3 separate regions of the Arachis hypogaea genome follow, and regions 2 and 3 are each linked to region 1. The links are chromatin contacts, called in public Hi-C maps. All regions are on one chromosome and are shown on one strand. The core of a region is the stretch at or near the end of the contact, and the rest is flanking DNA. Distances in the headings are between cores, read along the strand shown. Region 1 has its middle 14 kb from the start of LOC112695128. Region 2 has its middle 5.4 kb from the start of LOC112695126. Region 3 holds the start of LOC112695127 (probable indole-3-pyruvate monooxygenase YUCCA5).

Region 1 (3,900 bases), core at 663-3,162:
TTTTTTATGTTCTTGTCGTCTTTGTCCATTATTATTTTGTCGTTCTTGTTAATTTCATTATTTAAAAAAAAAAAGACATACAATGCAAAAAGAAAACAAAAAAGTCAAATTTCATTACTCTTTTTATGTATCTTTTAGGTGTATCACCAAATTTCTTGTCACCACTTATCTTTTGTAAATGCCAATAAAGTTGCAAATTTAGCCATTCAAAAAAGTTTATTACGAATTAAAGGAGAGAGTAAATCTTCTTAATTTTTTTTAATTATTAGGTAAAATGTGAATTTTTATCATTTAATATCTTTTTTCACATATTTTTTCTTACACATGATTTGGATAAAGAGAATATGAAAGAAAAAAAGTGTGAAGAAAGAAAATTCATCAAAATATGAGTTTCTGATGTTTGGATAAGAAAGCAAAATGGGGTGCAAGAAAAAAAATAGTATGCCTCGAAGATGAGATGAAAATGAAGAAAAAATGTGTAAATAAGGATAAAATTACTAATTCACCTTTTAATTAATAAAAAATAAAAGACTTAAGAGTATTAATATAATTTTTTATTATAATTTTTTCTTTTTCTTTTTTTTTTATCTAAACAAAAGAATTTTTTTTCTATTTTCTTTCTATCTATTTTCTCTTTATCCAAACAACATATAAAATAATCAATTTTTACTTTTATTTTCTTTCTACTTATTGTTTTTCTTATTTTCTTTCTCCTATTTTTCATTATCTATCCAAATAAAATGTTAACCTCATTTACAAGTATAAAGTAAAAGATTATATTTTACTAGAAAATTAATGAAATAAATTGGGAATGAGCCTTCTAAGTTTGTAAATATTATATGCTTCAATTTTTTGAAGTTCTTTACTGCATGCTTCAAACTTTTTTTTGTGTCGGATGGATTCAACAATTCCTAATCTTAGGCATCATACACTTATAGATACTACATACTCACACACATATGACATATTTAAGGATTCTATCTATTAATTGGTTATCATCAAAATTTAAATTTAAATACAATATATTAAGAGACAACATATTTAGCCACTCAAACAAAATTCCAATTGGATGTCAGCGTCAAACTTAAATCAAATCTTTGACATTGTCATGCTGCATTATAAATTGTTTGGATAAGAAACTGTACACCAGTTGGGTTTTTCATACCAAAAAAGCCCAACTTTGAGTGAATAAAATTAAAAAAAATGGAATGAAAAACTGTGGTCTAGGAACACATGGGTTGTTTTGATTTTCTTATTATCATATCATGGAGAAAAGTGCAAAAATTCGTTTATCCTAACAATGATTTGTGTTATTTGTAAGTCAACCTAAAATTGAATGAAAATGAAGTCGCAACTTATTTGCTAATTGCTACGATATAATCCGCTGCTGATAGGAACTTCCCTTCAAAAAAGAAAATATATTTAATTTAAAATATAATGTGATTAAAAAATCACAAAGTCTTAAGATTGAAACTTTTGTAATTTGTTCCGCCAAACCCATTCGGAATTCACATGGCTCTGGCCCCAATAGTTTCCACCACTGACTAGCACAATCACACAAGGGTTACATTACATACCCATTACTCAAGAATAGGTACACCCAATTAAAAAAAAATAAAAAAAAGTTAGGGACCATGCTATATGGTATTGGACCCCCCCTATAGTTATCTAACATTTTATAGGCATCACAACTGTAATCTCACTAAGTTTATTAATGTTGATGATCTCACGGTCCATGATAATTGGGCCTCAAAAATTATGATTGTTGATTTGGATAAGCTTTGGTGAGAAAGAGAAAAGAGATAAAAGAGTTTGTTCTAGCTTTTGTTGTCATTATTATGGTCCATTCAAAATTTGTAGAAATAATACTAGTCCACAAGGTTCACCTGAAATGCAAACCAATTTTTGGTCCATTCCCAATGGTGTTAAGGTCCTCCACCCTATGAAAATCAATTTCTCTCACTATCCTATATATAGGCACTCCCTAGTTGTGGAAATTCCATTTGTATTCACATTTTGCCCATATTTCAATTTTTTTAGTATATGGCAATCTGCCATTTCTTTGGCCCACTTTTATTTATGATAATAACGTTATATTAAGGTTTAATTACTCTGTTGTTCCTATAATTTTGTGAAACTTTTAATTAGGTTTTTATATATATTTTTTTTAATTTCATCTTTGCACTATCTTTTTTTTTTAATTAGATCTTTTTTAACAGTAATTGGTTTAATTAAATAGGGACCCAAGTAAAAAAAATTGTGTAGGGACTCAAATAAAAAAAAAATATAAAAATTTAATTAAAAATTTGACGAAACTATAGCAACCAACAGAAATTAAACCTTATATTAATTCCAACCAACTTAATGGATAGAATAATCATTAATCAGTTCATTTATTCATTTAAATAAGTATAAGATATTTAAATTCATCTTGTGTATACAAATTTTTAAATTAAATTATCATTGGTAACAGATTAATTCTTAACTTGCCAGATTAAAAAATAATTTTAAAAAATAATATAATTTCTTGGCAATATTTTCAATAATAATATTCATATATCAAACACTCTTGATATTAATATAAAAATACAGTTATTATTAATTAATTAAATAATTGCATATTTAACTTTTTTAATTAATAAAATTAAAAAATGTATATTAATTGTTAAAAAAAATATTAATGTCAAAATAATGTTTACCATAAAAAATATTAATTGTCTAAGTAGTATGTATGTATGTATGTATAGTCCAAAAAAATATGGATTTTCCCCTATCAAGTGTTTAGACGAAATGGATAATGTGCGTAAAATCTTACATGCATATGCATCAAATACTACAAAGAAAAGCTAACTATATGTTTTAGTTTGTTCATTCATACATTACATCCATCTTCCAATACAAAAAAAAAAAAAAAAACGTTACATCTAACCATAAAGTTCTTTATAGAGGACAAGCTTTCATTTTATGTACTATGCAAAATCTCCAATTGAACCATCTAATATGTGTGTGGAAGCTTCTTCACAAGAATCTATAACAAACTAAGAAAATCGCGGAAAAAGATTTCCCAAAAAGGCAAATAAATAAATACCAACAAAAATTAAGAAAATGACTGTCACTATTTTTTTTCTTGTCAACTTTATTTCTGACACTTACTTAAGCGTATGAATGAGTTGACCACTCGACCAACCTAAGTTGGTTCTCTTCAAAACTATTATGTGCCTCCAAAATTACGTAAATACCTATGTTGGTAAAGATAGTAATAACTAATAACAGTATTATTGAAAAATTACTATTATGTCCACAAACATTACTAATATGAATTGTTTGGATTTAAAATCAGTATATATTAACACATCTACTTATTTTTCACTTAAAAAGTAAAAAACAAATGTAAATGTAAATATAATATTATAAATAAATTTCTTTATTTAATTTATTGACATTATATAAGTAAATATTACAAATAGTATGATACCAGATAAAAATAAAAAAAATAGAATAAAAATTTCTAGAATTAAAATAAAAAAATTAGAATTTTTAATTACATCATGCATATTTTATATTATTATATTATATTTTTATTTATAATATAATTTTTTAATTGAGTTAAACCTAATACTACTCCTATGTTAAGAATCTTTTATTATTATTATTATTATTATTATTATTATTATTATTATTATTATTATTAAATTTCAAAATTAAAAAAAATGAAAGTAACTGCTAATTATCTTGGACATGTCAAGTGATTAAAAGGATCAGGCTTGTTTGTTAACAGGGTATTAATTAGCCCAGTAAGTAGTGATCATTGATTTAGGTTAGTGTTGAATTTTTTTTTTTTTCAAAATGATTATGTCCAATAATCATTAATAATAAAAACGAACTAGCTAGGCAACAGCA
Region 2 (3,900 bases), core at 392-2,891, 57 kb after region 1:
CAACCAGAAGCATCAATAACAATAATGGATAATAAAATCAGAATCAGAAGCAAAAAAACTATGAAAGCAGAATGAAATTAGAATCAACAAAAATAATAGAATCATAATCAGAAATAATGTAATTAACAAAATTAACAAATCCACAAATAAAAAATTCAACAGTATAATTAACAGAAGAATCAACAATGTAATTAACAAAATCAACAAATCAGAAGCAGAATTGGAACCCTAGAAAGGACCAGCGGCGAGAACGGAAGCACAGCGACGACCGGTAAAGACGCGAAGCACAATGACAAGTGACGAAGAGCAGCGGCGACTGGCAACAATCAGGGACGACCGACGACCGAGCAAGAAGGAGGAGCAGAAATGGCGAGCAGGGCGCGACGTCCACCTGCGGGGATCTGCTGGCTTCAATGTACGTTCGTCCCTCACTCTCCCCCCTTCTTCGTCTTTCCCTCCGACCTTCCCCTTTCTTTTTCTTCCTTTCTGTCCTTTCCCTTTTCCCGTGTTCTTTTTCTTGTTTTTTTTTTATTTTATAATTTTTTTAATTAGGGGTAGTTTAGTAATAAAAACTAAAATTTTGGTGAAAAAGACGATTTTAAAACTAAGTTAAATCTTAGAGATGATTTTATATGCAAAAAAAATTGGGGACGAAAAAAATTTTCAACCCCTGTATTAAGGACCAAAATCATACTTAACCCTAAAAATATCTAAATTAAAACTAAAACAGTAAAAATATATAGGTAGTGACGTAATTTATGGATTAAATATATACAAGTATTTGTCCCATTGTTTTGCTTAGCTTCCTCAAACTATGTACTTGCAGCTTCTCTTGTATCTCTTCACATGGGAATGTCTACAAGACTACAACAGACTTGAACAAGGTGGTCCTGCGCTTCTTCAACGAGTAAGTGGTAAAAAATAAAATAAAATGAAAAATGTGCATCCATATGCATTACAAGAATGCTGCGCCATATATAGGCATATATACCAATAATCTAGCTAACATGTATTTATATTCAGCAAAATCTAAATCTAATACATGATTTTCAGATTATGTCCCAAGATTTTGAGTAACATGATGAGGAGACGTCACTCATCATAAAAGTGTTGTGCTATAGTTAGTAGTATTAGTACCATTCAATAAGTACTCCTGACCAAAAAGTACCACTACTACTACTACTAATTAATATAATGATGCTCAATATATATCTAAATTAAATGACACGAAAATCTTATTTCTTTTCTATTTAAATAATAACGGAAATGTTTGTAACAATATTTTGAGAGTTAAATGAAATAGTTAATTAGGAGTAATAGGCAAGTATATAATAAATGTATTAGAAATAAGACATAGGTAGCAAGATGAGTGATGATGATAATGAAGATGTTGGGTAGACAATGGCAGTGTGATAAATGACTTGGTTATTATGAGCAGCTAGCCCATTCCACCATGTTTATTAATTTACTACCACTGTATATATAAGACAATGACACCAATGGTGGGATCTCACAAATAGTACCAACATGTGTATAGATGCAGCACTTTTTTGAAATGACGGCTTTATATGTTGTGTAATTTCAGAATATAAGATAATGTTGATTTAAAAAAAAGTCATGGGTGTCAGTAACGAAATTCTATCGTTTACAACTCTTAGATTAAAGTTTCGAGGATAGTGTTATGTTTGTGATAGAGTATAGAGTAGTTAAGTGTGCTGAGAGTTAGTTATATGAGCTGGAAGTTAGTTAGACTCTCTATACACTTAAGAGTGTGCCACCTATCATTAGATTGTTATATATAGTAGGATTTTGTAACTAACTAATAGTGTAGATTCATTTTTATTAATAACCAATAACTATCCTCACTCTTCTTTTTGTTATCTCTCATATTCTTCTCTTCTAATTCTCTTTTTCTTTTCTTATATACAGAAGGATTTTTTATTTTCTAGCTGGAGGAGAGAAACACTGTCTAATGAAATAGATTATATTCACATTTCTTATTCGAATTTTCGTATACAGGATATTTGGTCGGTTGGTAAGTAACATTTGGATACTTTTTATTGTTCTTTATCTCAAAATCTTAAAAATAATATTCTCTCTTACAATCCAGATGTGCAAGCAAGTTCTGAAGTGGATTAGTATTGGTTTGAGTTTCCTGTCAAAGTCGATGACTCACGCAATGGTTACTTGTGATTGTGTAAGCAACTGTTTGGCTGGAAAGAGCGGGAGAATTGGCTTTGGCTTTGGCGCCAACTTGCTCCGAAAAAGCACAAGTTTTTGGTTTGGTTGTGTCTTAAAGAGACTCTTCCTACTGTAAGTTTTCGTTTCAGAAGAGGGATGTCGTCATCGGATAGGTGCCCAATATATCTTTCTAGGCAGGAATCGGTTTACATTGCATTCGGGATTGTCTAAAAGTTCAGCTTGTATGGCATATGTTGGATATTTCTAGTCATCCTTTGGATTTGAAGAATTGGTTCTTGTATCATAGCAGAGAGCATCCGTTCAAGTTTTTTTCGGAACTTTGGTGAATATAGCAAGTAAGGAATAATGACATCTTTAATTCTCATGAAACTTGGCCTCCGAAAAAAAAAAAAGATTTGTCTGGCATTAATTTCAGAAAAGGAGTTTAGGAATATTTTTGAATTACAACGTATGTTCATTCCCTCTACTCTAATACTATGTTTGTTTGAGAGGAAAATGGAAGGAAAGAAAAGGGAGGAAAGAAAATGGGAAGGAAAATGATTATTTTCCATTGTTTGGTTGAGGAGGAAAATTAGAGGGAAAAAATGGATGGAAAAAAACTGGCGGGGCCTACCAATTTTTTTCTCTCAAACATTAGAAAGAAAATGGAGAGAAAACTAACATTTTTCTTTCTATTTCCAATACTATTCCTTCACTTTTTTAATATATATTATAATATATGGGTAAAATTGTCTTTTTATAACATTTCTTTCCTTCTTATTTTTTTCCATCCAAACACATCTAAAGAAAATAAAAATCCACTCAATTTCTTTCTTTTCCTTTCTTTCCTTTCTATTTTCTTTATCTCTATTTTTTTCATTCCAACCAAACATAACGTAAATAATTTTTAGAATCCCTCATCCATTAGTACTTTCAAGATTAATTGTGATGCTAATTATCTTGGTTCGGGTGATAGTATTGATTTTGCTTGTGTTATTAGAAATTGTAATAGAAGTTGATAAATGGGGTGTTTGGGAATGATTGAGAGTAATAGTATTCTTTAAGGGGAATTGTTTGTTATTTGGAGAGGATATCTCTTAGTCTGGGATGTGGGTTAATGAGATTTTATTTGTGAGATAGATTGTGTGGAAGCGTTTAATCTTGTTATTAATCACCAAGATGGTTTTGGGTTTATTGATCAATTGGTACTCAAAATAAGAGATATCATGCATTGGAATTGGCGTGTTAATTTTCGTTTGATTATGAGAGATGCAAACACAGTGGCGGACACTATGAAAAAATGACGATGAAATTACAATTTTCTCATGTGAAGCTTCCTTCACCTTAGAAGGAGTTTAATAATAATTTTAAATGGGATTGTCTCTCTATTTAAGCAATTTATTTATTTTATTTATTTTGTTTTTTTTTTTGTTTAATTTATTTCGGTTACCAAAAAAATCATATTTTAAAAGGTAAAATGAATTTGACCAAAATGATGAATGTATGTGGACGTTCTTTGGATGTTTTGAAATAATGTATATAGTAAGACTAAAGATCAAGATAGCAAGATTAAAGATCTTGAGAATGATCAATGACTAACTTTCTGTTAAGTGCAACGTAACTCTCTCTCTTTCACACACACTTTCTTATTTAATCAAATAGCAACTTTAAATACAAACACAGTCCTTCATAAAGCATATTAATAAAAGAAAAATCCAA
Region 3 (3,900 bases), core at 776-3,275, 38 kb after region 1:
AGATTTATCACTGTCCACCGTCATCTAACTCGAAAACCGATAACAATAGTAGTAATATGTAGTAATATGTTACACTTAAAAGAAGCAAGCACGCAGAACACGATGAGAGTCGCAACAAAAATCACCATGTGACGCACTCAAGTTAAAATAAACGTAACTAATAAGATTGGTGTCTATTAAAGGGGAACGTGATATTGACAAGAGAGACGGGTGTGAATTGTGAGTCTTTCTCTCTTAATCTCTTTGAATTTTCTTTTTGTGATTTTTTTTGTTTCTGATTTCTTTCTTCTACTTTGTGCCTCGTGCAGAGTTGAACCAAGCTATCATTATCTAATTTTCAATTCCATCTGTCTCAATACTGTACTCACATTAATTTTATCTGTGATTTTTCGATACTTACATATGTATTCCCATTTATTTCATTTGAGACTTTCTATGCTTAAAGATAAATACCAGTAATTTTTGTTTAATTTAAATAAGCAGTCGTATATCAACATTAACAAAAATAATTATCTTTTATATTAATTACATAAATATTAAAATTTATTAAAAATTATTATTAAAAAATTATTAAAATTTTATTATTTATTATTATTATTTTTAATTTTTAATTTATTTTTTTAATTTAATAATTAAATAATATATTTTTATTTAATATTTAAATATTAATAATTAATTATTAATAAAAAATAATAAATCTTAATAATTTTTTTAATATTAATAATAATTATAAAGATATGTCTTACTCGAGTATGAAAATTCCTTTAGATTTATCACTGTCCACCGTCATCTAACTCAAAAACCGATAACAATAGTAGTAATATGTTGCACTTATAAGAAGCAAGCACGCAGAACACGATGAGAGTGGTAACAAAAATCACCATATGACGCACTCAAATTAGAATAAACATAATTAATAAGATTGGTGTCTATTAAGGGGAACGTGATATTGACAAGAGAGACGTGTGTGAATTGTGAGTCTTTCTCTCTTAATTTCTCTGAATTTTCTTTCTGTGATTTTTTTCGGTTTCTGATTTCTTTCTTCTACTCTGTGCCTTGTGCAGAGTTGAACCAAGCTATCATTATCTAATTTTCAATTTCGTCTATCCCAATTCCATCTGTCTCAATACTGTACTCACATTAATTTTATTTGTGATTTTTCGGTACTTACATATGTACTATCATTTATTTCATTTGAGATTTTCTATGCTTAAAGATAAATATCAGTAATTTTTGTTTAATTTAAATAAGCAGTAATATCATCACATTAGTAAAAATAATTATTTTTTATATTAATTACATAAATAATTATAAAAAAACAAATGTAATTACATGACATTTGATATTACTAGTACATCAAAATTAAAAATAATTTATATTTTTTTATTTTAATCAACAAAAAATATAATAAAAAATAAAATTATATATTCAACGTTATAGTTAATATTTAACACAAAAAAGATTATCTAAAATTTTTAAAAATAAAAACATCTAAAATTTAATTAAAAAATCTAAAATTCAAACTAAATAAAAACTTGATTAATTTGACAGCAGTGTTAAAATGTTAGCCTGAAATAATTAATTGTTATGCTATTGATTTTTTTAATAAAAAATATAATGTAATATTTTAATTACTTTTTTTATAATAAAGATATTATAGTTATTTTTTTATAAAAAATATTAATTTTAGATTAATTTAAGATTTAATTCATTATATTTTTGGCTAAATTAATTTATCTGATCTCATTTTAACAAAAATAACACAATTTAATGATTATAAATATTAAATTTTAATTAATAAAAAATATTTTATAAAAAAAATTTTAAGCAATATTTTAATCAGTTTTATTTGAGTGCTCCCCTTTCAAAATGATATGGCAATGTTTGCGCAAATAAGAAATACAGCATAACATGGTATAGTTTGAAATAAAAAAAAGGACACAGAATATGATGAAATAAAATATTGACATGAGAGAAAGCAGAAATAATAATAAAAATAAATGAATAAGAAAGACATATGATTTGAAAGAGCATTAACTCGCCACTTTCCATCACATGCAGAGACCTATGTGATTAGTATCTATCACAATAGGGTCCAAAATCCCCTATATAAAGAGGCTGGAAGGCCCTTCATTCTCCATCATCCAATCCAAGAAGACTCACAAACATTATTAAGAAAGCAAGAGAAATGGAGAACTTGTTTCGTCTAGTAGATCACGAGGAGTTTGTGTCAAAGAGGTGTATATGGGTGAACGGACCAGTGATTGTTGGGGCAGGACCCTCTGGCCTTGCAACTGCAGCATGCCTGAGAGAACAAGGGGTACCCTTCGTTGTTCTCGAAAGACAAGACTGCATAGCGTCGTTATGGCAGAAAAGAACCTATGACAGGTTGAAGCTTCACCTTCCTAAACAGTTCTGCCAGCTTCCTAAACTTCCTTTCCCTGAAGATTTCCCAGAATACCCTTCAAAGAAGCAATTCATCCAATACCTTGAGTCCTACGTAAACCACTTCGACATCAACCCTCACTTCAACCAGTGCGTTCACTCAGCCAGGTACGACGACACCAGCGGTTTCTGGAGGGTTAAGACCGCCGAGGTTGAGTATATCTGCAGGTGGCTCGTCGTTGCTACCGGCGAAAATGCCGAGTGCGTCGTGCCGGAGATCGACGGCCTTTCCAGCTTCCAAGGAGAAGTTATCCACGCTTGTGATTACAAGTCAGGGGAAAGCTTTAGGGGAAAGAATGTTCTTGTTGTCGGATGCGGAAATTCCGGCATGGAACTGTCTCTTGATCTTGTTAACCACCAGGCTTCGCCGTCCATGGTTGTTCGCAGCTCGGTTAGTTTAATTTTAACTTCAATTCTATTACTATTATTCCCTTGTGAAGGGTATTCATTCTGATGTGTTTGCTTTGTTCTTGACACAGGTTCATGTACTTCCAAGACAGGTTCTTGGGAAATCGACGTTCGAATTGGCGGTTATGATGCTGAAGTGGCTGCCGCTATGGCTGGTGGACAAGATCATGTTGCTATTGGCATGGCTTGTTCTTGGAAACGTGGAGAAGTACGGTCTCAAGAGGCCTTCAATGGGGCCACTGGAGATGAAGAACACAAAGGGGAAAACCCCTGTTTTGGACATTGGAACCTTGGACAAAATCAGATCCGGTGACATCAAAGTTGTGCCGGGAATCAAAAGGTTCAACGGCGGCGGCCAAGTCGAGCTCGTCGACGGCCAGAAGCTCCACGTGGACGCCGTTGTGCTGGCAACCGGATACAGAAGCAATGTCCCCTCTTGGCTTCAAGTGAGTAGCAACTCATATTTTTTTTCGTTACTCTTTGGATTCCAGATTATTTTTGTGAGCCAACTAAACTTGGAATTTTTGTTTTGTTTGTTCAGGAAGGGGAATTGTTCTCGAAGAACGGGTACCCAAAGATGCCGTTTCCACATGGATGGAAAGGGAATGGAGGAGTGTATGCTGTAGGGTTCACAAAGAGAGGGCTCTCTGGTGCTTCATCTGATGCTGTGAAAATTGCTCAAGATATTGGAAAAGTGTGGAAAGAAGAGACCAAGCAGAAGCAGCAGCGAACCACCGCTTGCCATAGGCGTTGCATTTCTCAGTTCTAAATGCTGCTGCTTTCTTTCTTTCTCTACTTTCATCACCACTTTTTCTTTTTTGTATAGAGCAAAAACAGAATAACACACAGTATCTTGTACAAATTTACACACACCCCACACACAATAGCACAGGTCAGAGCCCTCTCCTAAGACCCCAGTTTTATCCCAGTTGGTCAATTTTAAGGATGATGAGGCTTTCATTCCTTTACAATCTTTTTTTTTTCTTTTGTAATATGTAGCTGATGAGTTATTATATGTTGTAATAACTACTATACATACTTCAGTGA

What was found. Hi-C and Micro-C count contacts between places; a contact is called where the count stands out from the background.
Region 2: a Hi-C map of an unstated tissue shows a contact between it and region 1, with 5 times the contacts expected there. The contact joins two enhancer-like sites. A contact is called at or near these places in 5 of 8 Hi-C or Micro-C datasets (leaf and an unstated tissue).
Region 3: a contact with region 1 is called in a Hi-C map of leaf, with 4 times the contacts expected there. The contact joins the promoter of LOC112695127 here to the enhancer-like site in region 1.

Annotation. Positions count from the first base shown.
Region 1 is chr6:544,618-548,517 of arahy.Tifrunner.gnm2.J5K5, reverse strand. No RefSeq gene overlaps it. Among protein-coding and RNA genes, the nearest start is that of LOC112695128, 14 kb to the left of the region's middle. Within about 2 kb of position 1,912, at least 3 of the 3 cell types and tissues checked have open chromatin away from gene starts, as enhancers often do.
Region 2 is chr6:487,727-491,626 of arahy.Tifrunner.gnm2.J5K5, reverse strand. No RefSeq gene overlaps it. Among protein-coding and RNA genes, the nearest start is that of LOC112695126, 5.4 kb to the right of the region's middle. Within about 2 kb of position 1,641, at least 1 of the 3 cell types and tissues checked has open chromatin away from gene starts, as enhancers often do.
Region 3 is chr6:506,966-510,865 of arahy.Tifrunner.gnm2.J5K5, reverse strand. It overlaps LOC112695127 (probable indole-3-pyruvate monooxygenase YUCCA5), which reads left to right and starts at 2,025. Exons shown (of 3, transcript XM_025747340.3): 1 at 2,025-2,836; 2 at 2,925-3,299; 3 at 3,395-3,900. The coding sequence starts at 2,189. The coding sequence ends at 3,622.